Regions from separate parts of the Gossypium hirsutum genome. Here region 1 is linked to region 2. A link is a contact called in public Hi-C data. All regions are on one chromosome and are shown on one strand. Each heading gives the region's core, a stretch centred on a gene start, on an enhancer-like site or on the middle of the called end of the contact. The rest is flanking DNA. Distances are from core to core; before and after follow the strand shown. Region 1 overlaps LOC107898285 (auxilin-related protein 2). Region 2 holds the start of LOC107898279 (a long non-coding RNA gene).

What was found. A called contact is a pair of places that touch in the nucleus more often than the background predicts.
Region 1: a contact with region 2 is called in a Hi-C map of seedling, with 2.8 times the contacts expected there. The contact joins two enhancer-like sites. A contact is called at or near these places in 9 of 34 Hi-C or Micro-C datasets (callus, fibers, hypocotyl and 3 more).

What each region holds. Positions count from the first base shown.
Region 1 is chrA07:52,043,933-52,051,171 of Gossypium_hirsutum_v2.1, forward strand. LOC107898285 (auxilin-related protein 2) reads left to right here. Exons shown (of 8, transcript XM_016823805.2): 2 at 1-378; 3 at 473-605; 4 at 709-809; 5 at 915-980; 6 at 1,736-1,825; 7 at 2,867-3,043; 8 at 3,207-3,655. The coding sequence ends at 3,245. It also overlaps the pseudogene LOC107898294. Among protein-coding and RNA genes, the nearest start is that of LOC107898285, 7.0 kb to the left of the region's middle. Within about 2 kb of position 5,034, at least 2 of the 9 cell types and tissues checked have an H3K27ac peak or open chromatin away from gene starts, as enhancers often do.
Region 2 is chrA07:52,006,823-52,014,526 of Gossypium_hirsutum_v2.1, forward strand. LOC107898273 reads left to right here. Exons shown (of 7, transcript XM_016823796.2): 7 at 777-1,196. The coding sequence ends at 888. LOC107898279 (a long non-coding RNA gene) reads right to left here and starts at 5,031. Exons shown (of 2, transcript XR_001684360.2): 1 at 1,333-5,031; 2 at 1,131-1,255. Within about 2 kb of position 1,724, at least 1 of the 9 cell types and tissues checked has an H3K27ac peak or open chromatin away from gene starts, as enhancers often do.

The sequences.
Region 1 (7,239 bases), core at 3,784-6,283, 40 kb after region 2:
CGTGTGAGAGCTGAAAGGGCTGCAGTTGAAAAGGCAGCTGCTGAAGCTCGAGAACGTGCCGAAAGGGCTGCAGTGCAGAGAGCACAAGCTGAAGCCCGTCAAAGAGCAGCAGCTGAGGCAAGAGAAAGAGCTGAAAGAGCTGCTGCGGAAGCGAGAGAAAGGGAAGCAAAAGAGAAGGAAGCTCAAGAGAAGGCTGAAAGAGCTGAAGCAAAGCTTAGAGCTGAAAGAGCTGCTGCAGAGAAGGCTGCTGCTGAGGCTCGAGAAAGAGCAGCTGCTTCTGCAAGGGCAAGCCAGCAAAATAATGACAATGATCTTGAATCCTTCTTTAGTATGGGTTCTCGACCAAGCAGTGCTCCAAGACCAAGAACTAACTCTTCTGTAAGACTATAAGAATGTCATACTGTATTCAGCTTCTGCTTTGTGTTGTAGTATCAGTCTGTCCAGTTTCTAACCCAACCTTTTGCTTTTGCAGGATCCCCTGTTTGATGGACAAAATAAGGGAGGGCCTGAAGTAGCTAGGGGAACATCTGCCGGATCCTCATCTAGCATGAGGAAAGCTTCTTCAAGTGCAAATATTGTTGATGATCTCAGCTCTATTTTTGGAGGTACTTGCAAACTTGAGATGTAATGATCTTTGTGAATCTGTAATGTTTTATATATGTTCTTCTTCATAGTTGATAACTGACCAAACTCCTCCTCTTGCTAAAGCTGCTGCATCCTCATTTGGGGAGTTCCAAGAGGTTGATGGGGAAACTGAAGAAAGGCGAAGAGCCAGGTTGGAACGCCAGCAAAGAACTCAGGAGCGCGCGGTATGTATTCTTTGTTGCATGATTTAGTTATCTTTTCTCTCTTGTCCTGTTATAACTTATAAACTGCTTGCTAGCTCTCTTTTACTATTGAGTTCTTGTATCCAGGCAAAAGCACTGGCTGAGAAAAATCATCGGGACCTTCAAGTGCAAAGGGAGCAGGCTGAGAGACATGTAAGCAGATGCAGTGAACATTCTTTTTCTTTTTACTTTTGTTCATTCTATTCTTTTTTGTCGTCTTTTTATTTTTTGAGTGGGCGTTTTGTTGGAGTTTACTTTTCAATGTGATCCAACCTAAATGACTTTTTTCTCCTGACCCCAGCCTTCATATCATATACATTACACAATGGCACATTTGATTGCTCTTCACTTCACTCTGCCTTCTTTAAGGTCAGGGTTTATAAAGTTAACTCTAGGGCAGGTTAAACATTTACTTATTCTTTGTACTAAACTACTAACCTTTTTTTGAAAGGATTGTACTAAATTACTAATATATACAAAGGAAATCGGTTGCTTTGGCTCTGGATAAAACTTACATGAGGAAAAATGAAGATTAACTTGGTTCTTGATCCTTTAACATAATTATGTGGAGACTCCTGATAATGTTATATATAATAAATTGAAACTTGGTCCGTATTTTTGTCTCAATTCGTAACCCCCGGTATCACCAATGAGATGCCTTAGGACTGAGGAATAATGTCAAATATGAAACTTTAGGTTTTTTTAACATGCCCAACTAGTCTTGCACCCGAATGTTATGTTAATTTGGATTTGATTGGCTCAAGTATTGAATGTAGAATAATACATACTGAAAGCATTTTGTATAATATATGTCTGGAATTTACAAGTTTCTGTACCTACGTGCACATGTCTGCAAAAGTTTATTTTAGTTATTGTTTGTCTAATATTGATCTATGATCTTATTTCAGAGAATTTCTGAAACACTAGATGTTGAAATCAAGAGATGGGCTGCTGGAAAAGAGGGAAATTTGCGTGCTCTGCTGTCAACATTGCAATATGTGTGTTATAACTTATTACAACCATTTAATCTTCTTTGTCCTCTCTTGCATAGTATTTTATGTAGGAACCAGCTGTCTTTCTTTCCTTTTTTCCCCCCCCCTTTTTTTGGCTATATATCTTGCACAGTTCTCATTTTATTGCCCACTGTCTGATGTACTACATTTTTGAGATGCTTCATACAAGCAGTAGAGGACTTCAAAGCAAAGTATGAGATACATTGTTGAAGGAAGACTGAGCGAGAGGGATTCAAACATAAGAAACTCCTTGAAATTTAACTCTAAGCTTTTTGATAATCTCCTATTTAAGTTGCCCAACTCTTTTACATTCACTGCATTGCTGTTATGTCTGATGGATGTTCTGTAACATCTGATGCTGATTTTAAGTAGAATTCAAACTTGAAAAGGATACAGGGCTGGAAAGTTGTCCAGCGGCCATTTTGTTAGCTTAGACTTGTGATCTAGCAGACTTTTAGAATTAAGGACTAAAAGGCATAAAAGTATGTCTTTAGAGCTTCTTCCCTTACATGATGTTCACCAGCTGGCTCTCACAGTTTCATTCTTTCAGTCAAGGAACTACTGTTGTGACATGCATGCAATTATTTAGTGGGCATTATAGTTTCTTGAACCACTGTAAGGTATGGTAGGAAGGTAAGAAAGGATTAAGGAAGGAAAAAGTTTTTAATCTAATGGTTGAGCTACATAACATGTGGCATCCCTGTTCTTTGCTTGCTACCAAATGAGCCAGTGTAGGTGGATGTTGAACTTGGTGTAAGCATCTAATACACAATCATGTAGGATACATGCATCACAGGTTCTTGAACTTACCTATGCCAACATTCATCTGAAGGTTTGATTAGATTGATTGTGATGACCACTGCTATGATATTGACAAGAGGTCCTTTTAAAGTGAATGGAAAGGGACCTTATGAAATTTTCATGGTTGTTTCTCTTCATCATTTTGTTTATTTGAATGTGTTGTAGTACAAATTTTATTTGGTTACTGATTTAACTAATTTGTCTCTTGAACCTGTTTGATATTAGGTCCTTTGGCCCGAATGTGGTTGGCAGCCTGTTTCTTTGACGGATTTGATTATGGGTGCTGCAGTTAAAAAGGCTTACAGAAAGGCAACACTTTGCATCCATCCCGATAAAGTCCAGCAAAAAGGTGCCAATCTTCAACAGAAATACGTTGCAGAGAAGGTGTTTGACTTGCTTAAGGTACTTGGTAAATCTTTTGACTGAAGCACTTCATGCTTGTTGTGCCATTTTAGTATTAGAGCCTTTAATTATACTGATTTCCATTTTTATGATGCTATCTTGCATAGGTCCTTCATTTAGTTTTCTTTCTCAGATAGCTTCATTTTGTTTCCATTTAAAACAGGAAGCCTGGAACAAGTTCAATTCAGAGGAGCTGTTCTGACCTTCGATTCTTGGGTTATATAGCCAATCAAATTCATGGTTTTACACTGTGCCTTGGAGTGGAACACATGACTGTTCTATCTGCTGCTGTCTGCTTTGGTTTGATGAACCATTAATGAGCAGTTAAAGCTTGTCATCGGCCCGGCGCTGCTTGAAAAACATGGGAGGGTTACGTGAGAGGGTGCAGTACTGTTATTTGGATCAGGTTGGTGTATATTAAGCTTCATCCAGCTTGTGGCTATGGAAAGTTATATAATTCAGCGAATCAATCAGTTAAAATCATCCGCCCCATATGCATAAGATGAGGGGTATTTTGTGTTTATTCTTTTTATAATACAAATATAAATTGGCAAATATGGCTGTAAAACAAATAGCATGGTATAGTGTATGATTGTTGAGGTGGTTCGTATATATCCTCCTTTTTCTTGTTTCTTTTGGTTTCTTGTTAAGGAAATTATTTTTTTAAAAATTCTATCGTTTAATTTTAATTATTCATATTCGACTGTTTGAATGCATAATTTCTTTTTCAAAACATAAATGAATAACTAAATAAAAATTATGCATGCTTACTTTCATTTGAAGAAAAACATTATCACGTGTTAACACTCGCATTGGAAAAAGCTATAATTTGATGCACCTTGAGCCAACTTTTTTGGTTTTGGAGACTGCGAATTCCGTTTCAGTCAACTGCTGCGGGATCAACTAAGATGGTATGGTAAATACATCTGTAAAATAATAGCATAGTATAATTAACAACCTAAAATACATAGGTAGGCTTAAATGTATTTTATAAATTAGAAGTCTGGATTAAATTTTATGTTATTAAAACAAAATAGTTTGGTTGGTTGGATTATTGAAAACATTTGCTAATGTGCCATTTTTTCCTACCAAATTGTAAAGGAAAGAGCCATTGCTATTTTTCCTCTTTTTTATTTTCATTCCTAAGATTGTTTGTGGTATTTGGACCACTATATTCGTCCTATTTATTTTTTATTTAAGCTTATCCCAGTAGGAAAATAAATAGTATCTCTATCGTCTATCGTTTTTCAGAGAAGGAAAATTGAGGAAATCAGTGGCATATATTCTCCTAAACTTCTTGTGGATCGGAGAGCTTTGCTCTTCTCTTCTATTGAATGCTAATCGATCTTTTCTGCCTCTGCCTTTGCCTCAAAAATGTTTGATGGTTGAAGGAAAATAACAAAAATTGGAAGTAGGTAAAGAGGTTCATCCTGTCGTGTGGAGTGATAGTATTAAAATGGCTATAGTGGGGACGAGAGAAGTTGAGTTGTCGAGCTTTCCATCATCATCTTCATACCTTAGTTGGAATTCCAGAGCCACCTACTCTTCTTTCTCCTGCACACTATCAATGGTAAATTTATCTTGTATATAGCTACAATTTTCATTTCCAGTCATAGATAATAGGTACAAACTCTCTGTTTGCTGTGAAGATTATTTACTTTCTCTGTATAGCATCATCAAGTTCAAATTCACAGTTGAAAACGAAAGAGTTTCATATTTTCTGAATAACCAATTAAATTTTAAAATTAGTACAACTCAAGAGCTTCTTCTTGGGAATTGTTAAATATATTGTTTTGTATAGCTACTACTCCGGTTCTAGTCTTGTATGCATGCATGTTGAACCATTGGTGTGTAACTTGATGAGTAAATTGATTCCTTCTCGTGGATGTGTTACCTGTTCTGCTGTTCAAGAATCGTCAACTCCTACAAGTGAGTGAGTAGGTTTCTCCATTCTAAGTGGTGTGACATAGAGCTACTTTTGTCCATAAGCAAAGCTCATCTTTTGGAGTCGCGAGTTTGCTTTAAAAAGTGTTTCCATTTGGTATTAGCCACCGCTGAGAATAAGGAGGAAGGCAAGCGCCCCAAACCAGCAGCAAAGTCACTGCCGGAGTTGATGTGGGAGGATGTTATTCCTCCATTGAAAACAATACTTGAATCCCAACATCATCTCTCTCAAATCCAACTCTCTTTCCAAGACAACAAGGTTTTGTCTCTCTATTTCCTCCTTAATTTATTAATAATAGACGGGGTTTATGAATCTTGTTCACATTCCGAACTTGACAGTTGGAAGGTTCATTTCTGAAGAATGGGTGGCCTTATTCATTCTGGGCTTTCTTCCCTAATGAAGAACTTACAGGTATGAACAATATATGACAAACTCAGCAGGTCCTCTGAAATTGAATGATGGCACCGTGGAGCCTTTCCTGGTTGATGAGAAGAAAATCACAGCGAAGCATGTAGTTTTCTGGGTTGAAAAGCGTTTGGCAGCTCAAGGAATCATCCCTGTTTGGAAAGAATGATTATTATTATATATAGCATTGGAAAACAACAACACACGCCATGCCTTGTGTAATTATTTCATCATCCATTCTCCCAACACTTTTCTCGTACACTTCAAAACTCTAAAACAAAAGCTCTTTTATTTCGTTATTTATAGAATGGTCCGACTTTTTCACTATTTGCAGGAAATGATTATTTTTCTCAAAAGCGCATCCACATCAGCGTGAAATTAGGGTACGTATCAACAAAACGCTTCTTTAAGGGAGCGTTTTGTCTCTTTTTTTAGTGTTAGAGTTTTTAAGGTTTAGGGTTTTAGTATTTTTTAAGAAAAAATTAATTTAATTAGAATTGAAGGTTAATTAATTAAATTAACTATGAAAATAAAAAAATTAAATTAGGGTTTAGGGTTTTTTAAGGTTAGGATTTTTGATAGTTTTAGGATTGAGGTTTTAGTGGTTTAGAATTTTTGTGTTTTTAAAGGAAAAATTAATTTAATTAGAGTTGAGGGTTAATTAATTAAATTAACTATGAAAATAAAAAATAAATTAAATTAGGGTTTAAGGTTTTTTAAGGTTAGGGATTTTGATTGTTTTAGGATCAGGGTTTTAGTGGTTTTGGATTTTAGCATTTTTAAGGGAAAAATTAATTTAATTAGAGTTGATGGTTAATTAATTAAATTAACTATGAAAATAAAAAAAATAACTAAATTAGGGTTTAAGGTTTTTTAAGGTTAGGGGTTTTGATTGTTTTAAGATCAAAGTTTTAGTGGTTTTGGATTTTAGTGTTTTTTAAGGGAAAAATTAATTTAATTAGAGTTGAGGGTTAATTAATTAAATTAACTATGAAAATAAAAAAAAAATCAATTAAATTAGGGTTTAAAGTTTTTTTATGATTAAGGTTTTTGATTGTTTTAGGATCAGGGTTTTAGTGGTTTAGGGTTTTAGTATTTTTAAGGGAAAATTAATTTAATTAGAGTTGAGGGTTAATTAATTAAATTAACTATGAAAATAAAAAAAAATCAATTAAATTAGGGTTTAGGGTTTTTTAAAGTTAGGGTTTTTGATTGTTTTAGGATTAGGGTTTTAGTGGTTTAGAATTTTTGTATTTTTTAAAGGAAAAATTAATTTAATTAGAGTTGAGGGTTAATTAATTAAATTAACTATGAAAATAAAAAAGTCAATTAAATTAGGGTTTAAGATTTTTTAAAGTTAGGGTTTTTGATTGTTTTAGGATTAAGGTTTTAGTGGTTTAAGGTTTTTGTGTTTTTTAAAGGAAAAATTAATTTAATTAGAGTTGAGGGTTAATTAATTAAATTAACTATGAAATTAAAAAAAATTAATTAAATTAGGGTTTAGGGTTTTTTAGAGTTTATTAATTAAATTAACTATTAATTACGGAAAAAAGCTCCCACGTGGATGCTCTTTTGCTACAGTAGTATCTGAAAAAATAAATTTGAGAATATGTTTCTGAACAAATAGTGTTAAAAACGCTTCAAGAAGGATGCATTGTTAGCAAAATTACGGAAAAAAGGTCCCATGTGGACGCTCTTTTGCTGCAGTAGTATCTGAAAAATAAATTTGAGAAGATGTTTCTGAACAAATAGTGTTAAAAAAGTTTCAAGAAGGATGCACTGTCAGCAAAATTACGGAAAAAAGCTCCCACGTGGACGCTCTTTTGCTACAGTAGTATCTGATAAA
Region 2 (7,704 bases), core at 474-2,973:
TGTGCTCCATCATTATACCATAAAATTTACCCGCCATTAAGCTTTATGAATCTTTGTAAATCACATGTTTCAGTTTCATAACCACTTTCCTCCTTTGTAGCTTAACTTTCAGATTAACTAAGCTTTATGAATCTTAACCCTTTGATTAATAGCCTTTTCCTATAAATCACCTGGTCTTGTTGCAAGATAGATTTGGCTTGTCTAATATGAAGTTATGATGATTGCCCTCAACTCTGTTACGTCTTTGCTGAATAAAATTGACAACCACTGATGTATGAAAATATTCAGATTTATGTGAAGATTCTGAAAGTAAAATTGATTAACAAGTCAAATACTTGGGTGTCCCTCGGCTTTGATGGCTAGATGCATGTGTCATTGTCATTAAACCTTAGATATGGATACGAGTCTGGGTATGCTCATTTTTTGTAAGTTTTTCCATATGTGTGGATGATCATACCATTATTCTTGTGTCCAAGTATTTGTCATACATGGGTGCTGTAGAGAAACTGAAGAGTCCGGGTAACATAGAAAAAATAAGCTTTAGTGAATTTGGAGGTATTCATTATTATTGCATGCTATCGTGTATTGCGAAATTGTTTCGTTTGATTAGTAGGAAATTTCGTTAGCTAAGGTGTCAAGAATTGGGAAATTTCATCTGTTGTCTGTGAACTTGTTCTTCACATCAGGATTCTTATAGCACATTGCGTTCGAACATATATAGCAATTTACAGGATGTGTCTTCTGTACATTAATTAACATGGACGAGTCATCTGCAGCTTGAATGACCAACCCGAGGTGATGAAACAAATGCCTCCACTTCCTGTCAAGGTAAATGAAGAACTGGCCAACAACATCCTTCCTCAGTCGTCCAATGCAATGAAATCATGACCCAGGGCTTACTGATGATACTTCTGACCATTTGTCTTGAGCTAGGATACTCAACACCGAGCTTCTGAAATACATTCGGGTTTAAGTCAGTTGAGATGAAGTAATGTTTTTGATGCGTGTTATTTCTTTATAAATTAGAATGTGACAAATTTCATTTCTTCATGATTAAATTGTAAGAACTATAATAGTTGATGTAGCTTGTGAATATTTAGTTTTGTAGAAGGAAACTGTCTGTATAATCATTGAACAAATGTTGATCGTAGTTGCATTTCAATGCAAAGAGATAAAATGTTTTAGTTGCTTGCCTATACTAGTAGCCGCAGTTATGGATTTTTGTTGGCGATCCTACGGATAGAAAAAGACTGAGCTGGAAATGATATGAGGTACAATTAGATATCAATGACTAAATCCGACACATTCAAACTATTATCAGAAATAGCATACCAAAGCCTTTTGACAATCAGTTTCCAGAACAATATAATCCTTCTGCAATGATTTTAGCCAAGAGCGAGCCTCACGTGCAGCAAGAACTTTAACCATGTCACTCTTCATAAAACCGGTGATGGAACGAACATAACCTCCCTGCCATGGAACCATAGTTATTTAAAATAGCGACATCAAAGTTGCATTTTTCAGTTTACTTGCTGGCGGACAGCACCAGTGGTCATCACCACCCTCAACTAGTGTTCTAAAAATCGGCTGACTCATGCACATTTTTTAGCTACCAACCAACCTTGCAGGAACGACCTCGCCTGATACACAACAGATTCCGCCATCATTCTAAAAGTAGATTGGGACTCAACATCTAGCAAATCCCAAACGACTTTGGCATGTGAACAACAAAAAAGAACATGATCAATGTCTTTTTCTGACTGTTGACACCTAAAGCAGAGAGAATCAACTTGGATTCCACGATGAAAAATCTTACTATTGCACAGAAAAACCCACGCAAACAACGCCAAAGATAAACCTTTAACCCCCGTAGACCAACTGATCGGCATATGAAGCACACAGTCAGCATCTTATGGGGTAAGGAGTCCCTCAACCATATCTGTATCCAATGCACCACCGTTAGAGTGGATTAAACCATTGACTTCCAGATGTTCACAACCTTCAATTGGAGTAAAATTAATAAAAAAAAATTATCATTCACTAATCCACGAATCATTGTGCCCCTCAATCGCCCTCGCATCACCAACTCAGCATCTAACCCCTCTATAAAGCACCTTCATAGCCTTATGAATACTTTTCCAAATGAAAGAAGGAGAATTACCTTCCAACTCATCAAGAAACCCACAATTCACCGAAAGGAATTGCCAACCTTGCTTCTCGAGTTGTGAAAACCCAATCTACCAAATTGTTTAGGAACACAAAACCTATCCCAATAAGCATAGTGAATTTTCCGCCCATCATTATCAAAACCCCGCCAAAAAGAACTCATCATCTTCAGTAGGTCATCACAAGCATTATGAGGTAGTAAAAACACGTGCTGACTATAGACTAAAACAGCCTGAGCCACCGTTTTAAGCACAACTTCCTTACTTGCACTAGAGAGAAACCTATTTTTCTAGCTGTGGATATGCTTGCTCAATGCTCCTTTAGGAAAGCAAAGACTTGCTTTCTTTTACGCCCAGTTAGTGACGAAAGTCCCAAATAACGACCATGATTAAGAGGCATTGAAACAACAAGAATAGAACAAATTCTCTAACGGCCTTGTTGCTTGGAATTAGAACTAAACATAATTCCAGACTCAAAGAAATTAATGGCCTACCCAGAAGCTTCATTGTAACATAATAATGACCCCTTCACCTCCTCAGCTTCTGTCTCCATAGCACAAAAAAAGAAGAAACCATCATCTGCAAAAAGCAGATGTGATAATGTAGGACTCCCCTAAAAATAGAGAGTCCATGAATATCCACTCATCTCTCTGCGTTCATCATCAAATAACTTGGCCCCTCAGTGCACAGAATGAAAAGATACAGTGATAATGGATCACCCTGACAGAGGCCTCGTTTGGGAGAAATTAGTCCCAACTCAGTGCCATTAAACAAAATGATATAGTTGACGAAGGGAACACAAAGCATCATCCAATCTACTTATCTGTGATGGAACCCAGCCTTTCCAAAATAAAATGAAGAAAGATCCAATTCACCATGTCATAGGCTTTACTAATGTCAACTTTTAAAGCGATCTCACAAACCTCACCCTTTATTCTTCATGTGATGAATGGTTTCAAAAGCAACCATCGCATTATCAGTAATGAGATGACTTGGAACAAAAGCAAATTAAGACCAAGAAATGAATCGAGGTAACAAGATCTTCAGACAATTCGTAAGAACCTTCACCACCAGTTTATAAACAATGTTACAAAGCGCAATCAACCTCAAATCTTTCATAGATGTCGGCTTCTGATTTTTTGGAATTAAAACTATAATGGAATCATTAATCTAAAAAGTGGGGGGGGGAGCAGCTACATTCAGCCTTCACAACACGCTGTAAAAATCTCCTCACCAATAATATGCTAGCACTTCTGATAGAATGCAACATTTATACGTCGGCCTGAGAGCTTTATCTGGATGCATTTCAAACAATGCCAGTCTAAACTCCTCAGTAGTAAAAGGAGAAAGAAGAGCATTATTATCAGAGTGTACAACGAGAATCAAAATCAGAAAAGCATCAAACTGCAAGGTAACCGAAACCGAAAAAAGGGAAGTAAAATAACTAAGAACAATGAAATGCATGCCCGCCTCGTCAGTACATTGCTGACCCACATCATCATAAAGCATAGAAATATGATTTAACCATTTTCTTTTACTCACCCAAGCATGGAAAAAATCTAGCTCACTGTTTCTAAAACCCCTCTTGAGCAAGCAAAATATTTAAGTCAAAACATAACTTTAGAACCTCATCATCATTATTCCCTATAGAATATGACCGGAAAAGTTCCTCCTTAACAACCTTAATACAAGAACTGAAATTTCCTCCCAACTTGTACCTCCATTAAGAAAGAGAAAAAACACAATTACTTAACTTGGCAGAAACAGACCCATTCGACACCATAAACCAAGCATCTGCAATGACATCAAAAAAAACCTGTTTCACTAAGCCAAAACTTCTCAAACTTGAAGCGCCGAACTCTTGGGGTTGAAAACCTAGCTTTCACCACTAATTTAATAGGTGAGTGATACGAAGTGGGACACACACGACTATAAAGCTTATGGAATGGATAGCGTTGAACCCACGCGTCATTTACAAAAGCCCTATTAAGCCTTTCCATGACAAAAGAACTGGTTCCCCTACCCCGTTCCCAAGTAAAAGAGGAACCTCTAAAAGATTACAGTCTGAAACACAATCACGAAAACCATCGAGCCAAATAGTAAGGTAAACTGCAGCACCTTTCTTATCATTAATTGACAAAAGATTATTGAAATCCCCAAAGCACATCCATGGAAGAGAATTAAGGGACGTCAAATGTCTTAGCAAAGCCCAAGAACCACGCTTCCTACTAGACTCCGGAAAACCATAGAAACCAGTAAGCCTCTATTTAAAACCATTGTCTAACTCAACAAGAGCATCAATGTGATTCTAAGAATACCCGAAAATAGAAATATTAAAAGTTGAATTCCAAAATAATGCAAGTACAGCACTACGACCAAGACGGTCTACACATAAACAATAACCAAAAAGTAAAGAAATGCACAATTCTTTATTTTAATGAACTAAAGTCTCGGATAAAAACAAAATACAAGGTTTATTAGAATGAACAAGCTCCCTGAGGGTGAGTACCGCACGGGGATTACCAGTCCCCGGCAGTTCCAAGCAATACAAATCATGGCTTCCGATGGGTCTCCACTAAGAGACCGACCGATACAGTAGTTTGATTAAAGCTAGAGCTGCCCCAAATAGTAGTATGCTGGGCCGTATCATTTGAAGAAACATGCTGAGCTGAAACATTAGAATCGAGCCTAGACTTTTTTTTTCTTGAACATCCATAATAGAATCTTTAATGGATTGTTAAACACTCCTAATTGGCCCAAATAGATACCCCGGAAAAGGGCCATCATTCGATAGTCCACTTGATGCCCCTTGGCCCTGATCATTAGCTCCAACATTGACATTGGGAGCTACCTGTTTTAGATAAGAAAGCCATCTATTTTGGATGTGTGAATTACTCTCCCCTCCCACTATGTCATATAATCCCACCTGAAATGTCGCCCAAAAATTCTCATTCTTTCTTAAATCACGCCTCCACTAAACAAATTGTTTTCGACTCCTATGTTTGACCTCCGCTCGTATATCCTCCGACCAACCTTAGATTAGCTCCCCCTTCGAAGAGCTCACCCTTCGAAGAGTCGATCAATCTTTGGCAATTAGAGTGATTGTGCCCTATTATACCACACAAATAATACACAAGAGGAAGCTGCTTGTAACTAAAACTGACCTCAAAATAAGATAACCCCGTTTTCTTAATTTCTTTTTCCTCATAAGAGGCTAATGAATTTCTAGATGCACACAAATTCTCATGAAGTTATTCAACACGTTCAGTATGCTACTAGCATTATAATCTAAGAAAGAACCCATAACATTATCTAGATTCTTTGCCAAGGCTTACGAAGCAAACCGGGTGGCAAATCATAGACTTGAACCTAAAAATCCGCAAAGAGAAAATTAACATTCTTTGAATTCTCTCATTGAGCCAACTTATAAACCAAAAGAAGACAATTGTTAAAGGACCATAGACTCTGAAATAATCTTTTTTAGATCCACCACATAAAAAATTGAATCAAAATATAACCAGTTATCGCCAATCAATTAGATGTTAGCACATCTAATCGAACACCACAAAAAATCCTTTCCACAACCGCAAAGTTTATCATCTTCTCTCTGAAAAACTTACCGACAAGACATAAATCATAGTCAATGTTGACAACAATGAGATCTTCAGGACCGACGACCAACTCCTCTTCTTCCTTGTAACACCCTATACTCAGCCTAGACAACAAGGCCAAGTCCGGAGAGTTAAATTAAAATTTCCACAAAACAATACTTCTAAATCTTTGTTAAAAGTCTTTCCAAAGCAAACCAGAGTTTAACAAACCTAACATGTAACACCACACACCCGTACCCTTCACCGGGACAGAATACGAGGTATTACCTAACTCTAAACTCATGCTTTCAAACATCTCCGAGTTACCAAAACTCTGCTCAATTTAGAAAAAAAAAATTCAATTTCTACTTTAAACTTCTTATCATGGGCCTACGAGCCCCAAATTGACCATTGGAAACCATTCGGGATCAACCCGAGTCCTTATACCATCTATAAAAAATTTGTCTTTGAAATAGGGCAGAAGCCCGTGTCCTCCACCATGTGGAATTAATTCTAAATGCACACTTACAGGGGTTTTTCACACAACCTGGCACATGTCCGTGTCACTGGCCCGTGTCCTTCACACGGCCATGACACGCCCGTGTCCTAGCCTGTGTGCAAAAACCTGGACATTCTGTTTCTGACGGCAGCAGCCCCAAAATGTCACACGGCCAAGGCACACGCCCGTGTGCTAGGCCGTGTCCCTCACACGACTGAGACACACAGCCGTGTATCTGCCCGTGTGTTTACTACCATGCATACTAACTTGAAAATTTTACGTGCAGGGGATACACGGCTGGACCACACGCCCATAGGGCAGACCGTATGTCACACACGGCCTAGACACACGCTTGTGTGTCTATCTTTGTGGACAATATAAGGCTATTTACCAAGCCTCTTTGCCACCCTTCCTTACACAACCTATACAATAGCAACCAAAACCAATATAAGACTATCTCATGCAACCAAATCAGCCACAATAGACAACATTCCATTTGTGCATTTTACTCATCTATGAAAATAACATCTTTGCATATAAATCAAAATGAATATTAGCCATCGTTCGAGGCTTAATACAAAATAAGAGATTTATCCCAAGCCAACACATTTGGTCAAATTAATAATAACACAAAACACAAGTCTATGTCCCTATACATGTCATATTCAAAAATATAAATCAAACTATACCGAATGCTTTGATTTGATAGTGTGATCAATATCTCTGACTTCCGTTGGTCCTTGAGCTAGATAGGCGGCACTATAAGAAAATGGAAAAAGAGAGGGGGTAAGCATAAGGCTTAGTAAGTTGCATATAAATAAATATACAACATAACTTTACCATTCATCAACAAGTATCATAATACACAAGTGGGCATAAGCAAAACTTACTCCTCAATATTCAATACACATCATATAGTATATAATGGGGCTCACATTTTATACATATCAAATAGGTACATGTATCACTCACAACACGGTTATACTTTTCTCATTAACTAGAAATCAAAACTTTCACCGTTGAACCATTCGGAACGCTATCGGATATTCCATAGCCTCAAACATGGGGTAAGGTGCCGATGCCATGTCCTAGACATGGTCTTACACTGACACATTTCATAGCTGATGCATGTCCCAGACATGTCTTACACTGGTTTACATTTCGAGGCCAATGTATGTCCCAAATATGTCTTACACTAGCACTCGTCTCAATGCCGATGCCATGTCCCAGACATGGTCTTATATTGGCTCTCATAATGTGGCCGATGCATGTCCTAGACATGTCTTACACTAGCTCACACAAATGACCCAAACGTCATGACACAAATATCCGATTTATTTCTTAATGTTCAAACGGAAATTCTACTATCTCTATTCTCATCACATTTTCTCATTTCCACAATCAAGCAGTTTATGCTATAATAATTTCAATACAATTCAAACACATATAT